Linked DNA regions of Mus musculus: all the other regions are linked to region 1. The links are chromatin contacts, called in public promoter capture Hi-C maps. All regions are on one chromosome and are shown on one strand. The core of a region is the stretch at or near the end of the contact, and the rest is flanking DNA. Distances in the headings are between cores, read along the strand shown.

The links. Promoter capture Hi-C pulls out the DNA fragments that hold promoters and counts their contacts.
Region 2: a contact with region 1 is called in a promoter capture Hi-C map of hippocampal neurons, with 2.8 times the contacts expected there. The contact joins the enhancer-like site here to the promoter of Rere in region 1. A contact is called at or near these places in 3 of 39 promoter capture datasets (cranial neural crest, embryonic stem cells and hippocampal neurons), 1 of 484 Hi-C or Micro-C datasets (granulocyte-monocyte progenitors), 2 of 115 datasets of contacts at active chromatin or transcription factors (embryonic stem cells and kidney) and 2 of 9 other capture datasets (adipose tissue and macrophages).
Region 3: a contact with region 1 is called in a promoter capture Hi-C map of liver, with 8 times the contacts expected there. The contact joins the promoter of Park7 here to the promoter of Rere in region 1. A contact is called at or near these places in 15 of 39 promoter capture datasets (the 3T3-L1 cell line, the C10 cell line, the HPC-7 cell line and 11 more), 5 of 484 Hi-C or Micro-C datasets (CD4 T cells, cortical neurons, double positive thymocytes and 2 more), 7 of 115 datasets of contacts at active chromatin or transcription factors (the NIH/3T3 cell line, astrocytes, embryonic forebrain and 4 more) and 2 of 9 other capture datasets (liver and macrophages).

The regions. Positions count from the first base shown.
Region 1 is chr4:150,280,358-150,283,378 of GRCm38.p6, forward strand. It overlaps Rere (arginine glutamic acid dipeptide (RE) repeats), which reads left to right and starts at 1,559. Exons shown (of 23, transcript NM_001085492.1): 1 at 1,559-1,718.
Region 2 is chr4:150,869,531-150,872,344 of GRCm38.p6, forward strand. No RefSeq gene overlaps it. Among named protein-coding and RNA genes, the nearest start is that of Errfi1, 16 kb to the left of the region's middle. Within about 2 kb of position 1,516, at least 189 of the 459 cell types and tissues checked have an H3K27ac peak or open chromatin away from gene starts, as enhancers often do. A contact at or near this core is called in adipose tissue and hippocampal neurons, where this site is marked.
Region 3 is chr4:150,908,320-150,911,196 of GRCm38.p6, forward strand. Park7 (Parkinson disease (autosomal recessive, early onset) 7) reads right to left here and starts at 1,602. Exons shown (of 7, transcript NM_020569.3): 1 at 1,464-1,602; 2 at 1-104. The coding sequence starts at 88.

The DNA of each region.
Region 1 (3,021 bases), core at 309-2,808:
GTGATAATGTCTTTGAGCATAGTGGGAATATAGTAATATTTTTTAAAGGTGATACTTGGATTTTCCTTTCCTTTTTTGTTGGCATTTTTAAGACAGAGTTTCCAAATGTAGCTCTGACTGGCCTGCAACTCACACTGTAGACCAGGTGGGCCTTAACCTTTAATTAAGATCTTCTTGCCTCTGGCTCTCTAGTGTTAAGATAACAGGTAAGAGCCACCAGGCCTTGGTGAAACTAGTCTACGCCTCCCCTCCCCCAACAGGGCACAGCTACTGCTCTCTTTAAAAGACTCTCCGTCGTAATGGTCTGTTCTTTATTACTATTTTTTTTTAAAGTCATATGTGTGTGTGTGTGTGTGTAGGTTTGTGCACATGGAGGCTAGAGGAGTGTTGGATTTCTCAGAGCTGTAGTTACAGGCAGCTTTAGCAGCCTGATGTGGGTGCTGGTAACCGAAGTGGGGTCTTCTGCAAAGAGCAGTTGAGCCCTGTTCTTTATTACTTAATGAGGCCTTTTATTATTCTCATCAATAAGCAGCACAATTCACCAATTCACATTTTCTTTTCTTTTTTTTTTTTCACTTCAGTTTCGGTCAAACATTATTTTTAAAACATTATGAACTACCCATCAGAACAAATAACTTCGAATCCACTCTGTAGCTCCCCTTGAACCTCAAGGAATAGGAATCTGTCTCTTAAATGAAATAAGCAATTATGGCTCTGGTAATAATAAGAGCAAGGGGACAGTCGCCAAGCCCACCCCTAAGACCGACCCGCTTGAGGTAGACCATCCCGAGGGTCAGTACAGGGCTGGCCGCTGGGAGCTCTGCCTGTGGCCGAGCAGGGCGGACCAAGCACAAAGCCGCGCCTGGGGCGGGGAGCCCATCTCCCAGGTTCCGGCCGCCGCCCGGAGCGTGCACTAAGGGCTCGGCCGCGCCGCCACCAAAGCCTGGCCTCTCCCCTTGCCTTGCCTTCTGCTCATTTTATTAAAAAGGAAGAAAAAAAAAAAAAAAGAGAGAGAGAAGAAAAAAAAGGAGGAAAAAAAGAAAAAAAAAAAAAAAAAAGAAAATGGAAGAGCGAGCTGGAGCAAACATCCCGCCCCCAGGCCCGCCTTCCGCCTCCTATTGGCCCGTCCTCTACTGACGTCACGAAGAGACAGACCAATGGTGATGGTCGATACTGCGAGGTGGGCCGGGCCCGAGCGCGGAGTGGGCGGCGGGTCGGCGCAGCAGCCCCGCGGCTCCGCCACCATCGCGGAGGTGCCGCTGCTCCCACAGACGCTCGCGAGCCGCCCCCCGCGCTCCGCAGCCTCTCGCCCCGCCGGGCCTCGGTCCCCGCCTCCTTCCCCGCGCCTCGTCCCCTCACGCGCTCCCCACCTTGTTTCCGCCTCATTTTCTCTCCTAGTTGAGGGGTAGGAAAAAAAAAAAAAAACCCTACCATCCTCCGGTGGGAGCCACTCGCCCTCTGGGAAAAAAAAATCCACAAAACCAGACATGGTCCTGGGCTCCCACTGCTGAAGGCTTGGCCCACCCGAGGAGGTCGAAGTCCCGGCAGGGAAGCCCCGCAGCCCCCCGGTGTCGCATCCCCGCGGGCCGGCCCCTTCGGCCCCGCGCCCACCGCCCTCGGTCCGCCGCCGGCCCCCGCGGCCTCCCTCCCGGTCCCTGCACTTTCCCCGGAGCCCGGCCGCCACCCCTCTCATTGATGGTGTAGCGCCCGAGGGGAAGGTAAGTGTCCAAGTTGTCAGCGCCGCGCCGCGGGCGCCCCTCCTCGGCCCCTCTTTCTGGGGTCGGAGTGCTCTGGGTGGGCGGTGGGGCTCGGCCGGGAAAGCCGAGGCGGAATGCGAAGGGTGAGAGTGGAGGCGAGCCCTCGGGGAACCATGGGCCGGACGCTGCCTTTGGTCCTGTGCGAGCCAGGTGACTGTACTACGTGCTTCTTGACCCCTGCTCTCTCTTGGCTTCTTAGGCACGCTCTGGAACTAGTCTGAGGTTAAACTGTTACACGCCACTAGCTGAGCAGCTCAACTGTGAGAGGGAAGGACCCGAAGCTGTGCATTTCTTGGATATTTGTGAATGTGGGGGTCTGGGAACGGACTCATTAAAGTCTCATTTCACATTAGGAGGAAGACTCCTCCTTTGTGTCTCTCTTCTCAGGCTCTGTGATTCCAAAATTAGGGAACCAAATACCACTTGGAGCGGCGTAGAATTCTGTCATGATTTTAAGTTCTGCTGTCTGAAGGAGGGTGCCTTCTTTCTTTCTTTATATTTTTTTAGGGTTATGGGAAGAAGGTAGTTTTACATCGAATGGGGTGTGTGTTGTGTTGAGGGAGTATTGCAGGTTTCCTTTGAAACTGTTCGCTTGAGAAGTTGTTGAAATGAAAATAAAATGATTCATTGTTGAATAGTCATTATCCTCTGTCTCTTTTCCAAGGTTTGCTTACTTTTTTTTTTTTTTTTGATTACAGACTTCAAACATTGATTTCAGCAGAATGTGCCCTTGAGAAACTGGGTGCTTTAAATGTTTCAGTATGTGCTGCTATTTTAAGGTGGCTCTGAAAAAGTAGTTTTGTATGAATCTTGAAATAGCCTTCTGCAAAGCAATTCTTAAGACTAAACAAAACAAAACAGATTAACTAGTGAGTGTGAGCTTGGTGGATTACAAAACAGACATTTAGTGCAGCTCAAATGAATAATACATCCTAGGTTAGATTTCAAATAGCTTTTATAATTGCTTTCCATTTAAAGAGAGACCTTTTTGTCTGGTGTACACTGGTTTCTTTAGTCTCAGTCTGATGGGGGAGGGGAGGGAGAGGATTATCTATACAATAATAAAATCATCTTTGGCGAGATATTTCCTTCCATGGATTTGCTTGCTGAGTTAATTCCACTCTAAATTGCAAACCGTTTTTGATTTTGATGGCCTAGTCTGGGTGAAAGCCTGCCTTCCAGTTTTCTCTGTTGTTGAGGTCGAAGGGAAGAGGCAGAGGCAGAAGCAGACACACACAGAGACACAGACACACCACACACACAC
Region 2 (2,814 bases), core at 266-2,765, 590 kb after region 1:
CAGAGGGCCCTGCACACTGCTGTCTGCTGGGCTGCTGTATCAGAGCTGGTGGCCCTGTGTGTCGGGTGTTAGATTTGGGAAGAAGAGAGTTTGTGGCGATGTGATTTGGAAGTGTTTAAAAGGTACTCGGTAGGCAACTGAAGGGCATCTGACCCCTGGAAATGATGGTCAGAGTTGGAGATAGCGATTTGGAAGGTGTGATAGCAGACGAAGGCAAGCCTGTGAGGCCAGGAAGCAGGAAGCAGCTGGGCACGTTCCAGAAGCTGAAGGCCACGGGCGAGTAGGCTGAGCAGTGGAAAAGGGCAGTGGGTGCAACTCAAAAGATCCTAAGTGGGAGAGGAACACGATGTGATTTGTTTTAGGAAAGATGACAGTAGCTGTTGTGTGGGGAACATTTCAGAGAAGTGAAATTAGCAGAAACACTAAAAGCTACAGGCCAGGGCCCAAAACTGGCACCAGAGTGAAGGGGGGGCGGGGGAGGGGATGGAGAGACACATGGCTTTCAGAGTTGTTAGGATGACAGGCTCCAGCCTGAAAGCAGTCTGCACCGCCCTTCTTCCAGAACGGCGGTGGCTCTTGCGAGCTGGAACCGCCTGTGTCCTTGTACTAGCACTGAGCATTGCCTGGTACAGGAAGCCATGGTACTTACATTAGTTCCAGCTTCATTTCCTTACCTGTTTCTGTGTTTTCCCTTGAACTTTTGCGATATACTTTTCATGGTTTTTTCTGGTCAAAGAACTGTCCTTGGCGCCCATGCTAATGGCACACTGCTAAAACACCCAGGAGCCACTTGCCCACCTATACCTCCCCAGCCGGCACACCAAGCAAGTTGAATTTTTTTTTTCCAACTTATATGTCTGGGAGTTTTGCCTGTGTATGTCTGTGCATTGCATGCATGCAGTACCTGGTGCCCACAGGCCCAAAGATGGCGTGGGATCATGGTTTCTGACAGCCATGAGCTGCTACATGGATGCTGGGAACTGAACTCTGGTTCTCAGGCAGAGCAGCCAGTATTCTTAACGACTAAGCCATCTTTACAGCCCTGTGTGATATCTTAGGTAATTATCAAAATGGGAAGTTGGTATCTGCACGATCCTTGTATAATGTTTTGTTTAGCTGCAAACTGATACTTGGTCATAAAAACTAGAAACTGATTTGGCCATTCTGTCAGGCATTTTGTAAAAAGCTAGTGGAACTTTTAAAAAGCTGTCGTGCAAAGCCATGCAGTGCTCATGGCACTTGATGAGATGGTCCTGATGCTGGCTGGCTCCAGAGTAGTCTCCGCTCTTGGCATAGCTGGAGGCTTGAGGTTCCATACCTGAAATGAGAAAAAGCCCAAAGACAAGAATGTACATTTTGAATTGAGCTCTAAAGCTCTGAGGTATTCTTGCCCTAATATAAGATTTCTTCAAACTAGAAATGGCTTGAGGACTTGTTTTCTTTGTAGTGTAGGTCATTTGACAGAATGTTCTGGCGCCTTTGCGCCCTTCGGTGTGAGTCATGCCATTCTTTTGAGGCTCTGAGGGGTGAAGGGGAAGAGAACAGAATTTGTCTACACTGTTGGCCTCACCTCTTGCTCCCTGTAACTACACAAACATGGTTCAGGCGTGCCTAGCGCTGCTTACTGTGAGGGTGTGAGCTTGCTCGCCTTCGTCTCACCTGTATGGATTCAACTTCAGGATACTTGTATCCGAGCCACGGGGAGTCTGCGGCTCCCGCACGTTTAAACAAGCTCCCCTTAGCTTTCAAGATGTCTACTTGGAATCTGAAGCAGCAAACATACTTGTGTATGTTTTTCTGTACCTGAGCTTACATCAGAGCAACCTTGTGACTCAGAAGTCACCGCCCCATGGCAGTAGTGGGGTTTTGGTAAGGAGTGGGGGGCTGGGGACAGATGGGAAGGAATGTACTTCAAGTACTAGTTGGCACCTGTCTTGGAGCTGCTGTCAGGCTAGAGGCTTAGCCAGCGTGCCTCTTGAATGCTGTCATCTCTCACCCTGTAAGTTCAGACACCCGGAACCCCAAGCACAAAAGCCTGTAGCAATTACCCACAGGGATCCGCGTATCTGCCCCCCCTCCCCCAAAATGGAGCTGCTTAGGAATGTGCACTGCATTCTCTTCACAGATCCAGGCAGCACCTTCATTCCTTAGTAAACATCTAAACCCAGGCCTCCCATGGGTTTCTTCACAGTCATGAGGGTTAGCCAGTGCCTTCCCTAGGGACAGCATGACTTGTCCGCTCCCCTCTTGTGAAAGGCAGAATGAGTCGTGTCATTCTGGCCTGCACCAAGCCTTCCTCTGGCCTAGCCATGGCACCGCCTCAGGCACAGCACACAGGAAGCTGTACTTTGTTATTCTGAATTCCTGGCTAGCCTCATGTTCTTGGATGAACCAGTGTCCTTGTACACAGTGTCTCTCCTCCCTCATTGATCAGGGTTCTTGGCTGAGCAGCTGACAGCTTCTGCAGCCGCCTGAGTAATGGAGCCCAGCTCTGTAGCAGGAGCACCCACGGTGGCCAGCACAGGACCAGACTTGCCTGTGTACTGCCTCAGCCCAGCCCAGAAGCCTCTAATTACACGTCTGCTGTGTGCAGGAGCCCAGGTGGCCTGGGCCCAAGCGGGGGTGGGGGGTGGGGTGGGGGAAGCACAGGTCTGCTGTCACTGAAGGACGGTGCAGAGGCCCCTAGAGCAGCAAGGTCCAGACACACATTCCAATTTCATCACACCCCTCTCTGAAACCACTGCCACACTATGTCATCTACCTACAGACCTGCCCATGTGCCCCAAGAAGAGTCAGAAACTGACCTGGCCCCGT
Region 3 (2,877 bases), core at 352-2,851, 630 kb after region 1:
CGGCTCGCCGCATGACATCCACAGGAATCACTGTCTCCATCTCCTCTGCTCCTTTGGCCAGGATGACCAGAGCTCTTTTGGAAGCCATTTCTATTTCTTAAAGACTTAAAAAAACAGGAAAAAAAAGTGTTCAAAATGTTGCCTCTGTAACAACCATCTGTTCACGCAGAGTAAATAACTTCTGTGTGACAGGTTGGGATCCATGGAAGCAAGCAGCTTAGATTAAAACTGGTTCACATGGCAGAGTTTCAGCACTCTAATCCCGGGATGAAAACAGGGTGGCTGGGGTGGGTAGTCTGTGGCTAAGAGCACTGGATCAAGGTTTAGTTCCCAGCACCCACAGGGCTGCTCCCAATTGTCTGCATCTCCAGGTCCAGGGGATACAGCGCCCTCTTCTGGCCTCTGCACATACATATATGCAAGCAGAATGCTGATACATCAAAATTAAATCCTTGCATGCCTTTAATCCCAGCACTCGGGAGGCAGAGGCAGGTGGAGTTCTGAGTTCGAGGCCAGCCTGGTCTACAAAGTGAGTTCCAGGACAGCCAGGGCTATACAGAGAAATCCTGTCTCGAAAAACAAACAAACAAACAAACAAACACCAACCAACCAAAATCTAAATCCTTTAAAAAAAATAATAAATGTGGGATTGCCAATGTGTGCTAGTATTCTTTGCATTTTCCCTTACTGTGCTTTCTTAGGACCAATCTCTAACGAAGACAGGTCACATAACGGGCCCTGCATATCAGTCACACTGTGGAGAGGCTGGTTTTCTTAAAATACTCTGAAGGAGGGAGGGAGGGAAGGAAAAGAATAAGAGAAATAAGAGAAAGAGAGAAGGGGAGGGGAGGGGGAGCGAGTCGAGCGCACACCTTTAGTCTCAGCGCTTGGGAGGAAGAGACAGAGACAGGAGTATCTATCTGTGAGTTCGAGGCCAGCCTGGTCTACAGCGTGAGTTCCATGATAGCCAGGGTTACAGAGAAACCCTGTCTCAAAAAACCCAAACCAAAACAAAAAAGCAAAGCAAAACAAAAAACCCCAAATCCACAATTTCACTGGTAAAAAACCAACTTGTAAATTTCGAAGGTTTTGTTCTTGTTGTTGATGTTCCAATAAACTGCTAAAATGTCAGGACCGGGTTGGGGGAGTCCAAAGGTGCTAAATCTCTGACCACACTGCTAATGATTAATAAAGATGGACTATCTCTTTAGGAGGTCAGCCCTGCTGCGGCCGGGAACAGCTAGCCGCCACTCGGAGGCACTTTCCGCGTGCTTTCCCTGCACGCTCCCCACGCATCACAACTTTGGTCAAGCCTTCCAGTAACTGCGCTCGCTCCAACCCGGAGGATGCTGTGCAGAGCCTGGCCCGGCATGCACTGCGGCCGCTGCCCCCAGCCCGCCCAGCCGGGACCCTCCGGGGCAGCGGGCGGATCACAGCCCGGCCTCTAGCCCCAGGGCGCTGACCTGCAGCCGCGCCTCCTCCACCCACGCGAAGCCACCGCTAGTCCGCAGGAACCTCGCACCCGACGTGTACCCAGCACGCATGCGCGCCACCCGCACTGAGGCTGCGCACAACCCCTCGCTTCCGCCTCGGCCTGCGTCATGTCCGGCTGAGCCCAGGCCCCGGGGTGGGGGTGGGGGGAGGAGCGAATAGAGGCTACTGCGGCTGCGCAGCGCTTGTACCATCTCGCCCCCAGACAACGGTACCGCCCACCCTGCGGGCGCCTGCGCAATTGCCCCTCTCTGCCTCTTCGACGTTTAAGTTGATAGTGGTTCCGAGTTTGAGGCCTGGCTGGGCTACAGCCTGAACCCCACACTTGTAATCCTAGCACATGCGAATTCACAGGCTGAAGTTCAGTCATTTTTGGAAGCCGTCTTACATTACGGTTTTTGTGGACCGTTTGCCTTTCTTGCCCCTTACTGTGACATCCCCTCTATTTGCCCCTGGCCTGCTAGTCTTCGTTCCACGTCATCCCAGGCCTGTCCCTCCCAGCTAGGCCTGGTCACCCTGTCCCCTGGGTCACAGGACGGTGTCAAGCTTTAAGAGCTCTTGCTGGTTTTGCAAAGGACCCAGGTTCGGTTCCCAGCATCCATTTGGGGAGACTCACCACTGCCTAACTCCGGATCCTGAGGATCTAATGCCATCTTCTGACCTCCACGGGCACTGCACTCATATGCACACAAATAATAAAATGTCCTACTGCACCCTCGGGTTGGAGCAATGCTATCATCTACGATAAGATAAATTATTTAATTATCTCATTTTATTTCAGCTTTTTACACTTCTGGGTTGACAGTTACTGTGTGTGCATCTCAACCTGTGCCAAAGGGTGCACGTGGAAACTCACAGAAGACCACTCGCCTTAGTGTGTTCTTTCTTTACTACAAGGTCTCGGATGGAACTCAAATCCTCCGGTGTGTGGCAAGCACCCTTACCTGTCGAGCCCTCCCACCGGCTCTCTCCTGAGTTTTTAATAGTTATCTTTCAGCTTACAGGAGGGAGACCCACCCTCACCTGGTCCTATCTGTACCCACCTCAGAGAAAGCCAGCTCGTTTGGCAAGTCTCAGTACTTTTTATACAAACCCCCGACAGGATATAAACTTGCTTTCCTTCCTATATGGAGATTGAATACCTCACATACATTGGCTGACCTCCATCATAGGTTCATATTGGAAATCTTATAAACTGGAAATTCTTTTTTTTTTTTTTTTTTTTTTTTTGGTTTTTCGAGACAGGGTTTCTCTGTGTAGCCCTGGCTGTCCTGGAACTCACTTTGTAGACCAGGCTGGCCTCGAACTCAGAAATCCGCCTGCCTCTGCCTCCCGAATGCTGGGATTAAAGGCGTGTGCCACCACGCCCAGCTTCAAACTGGAAAT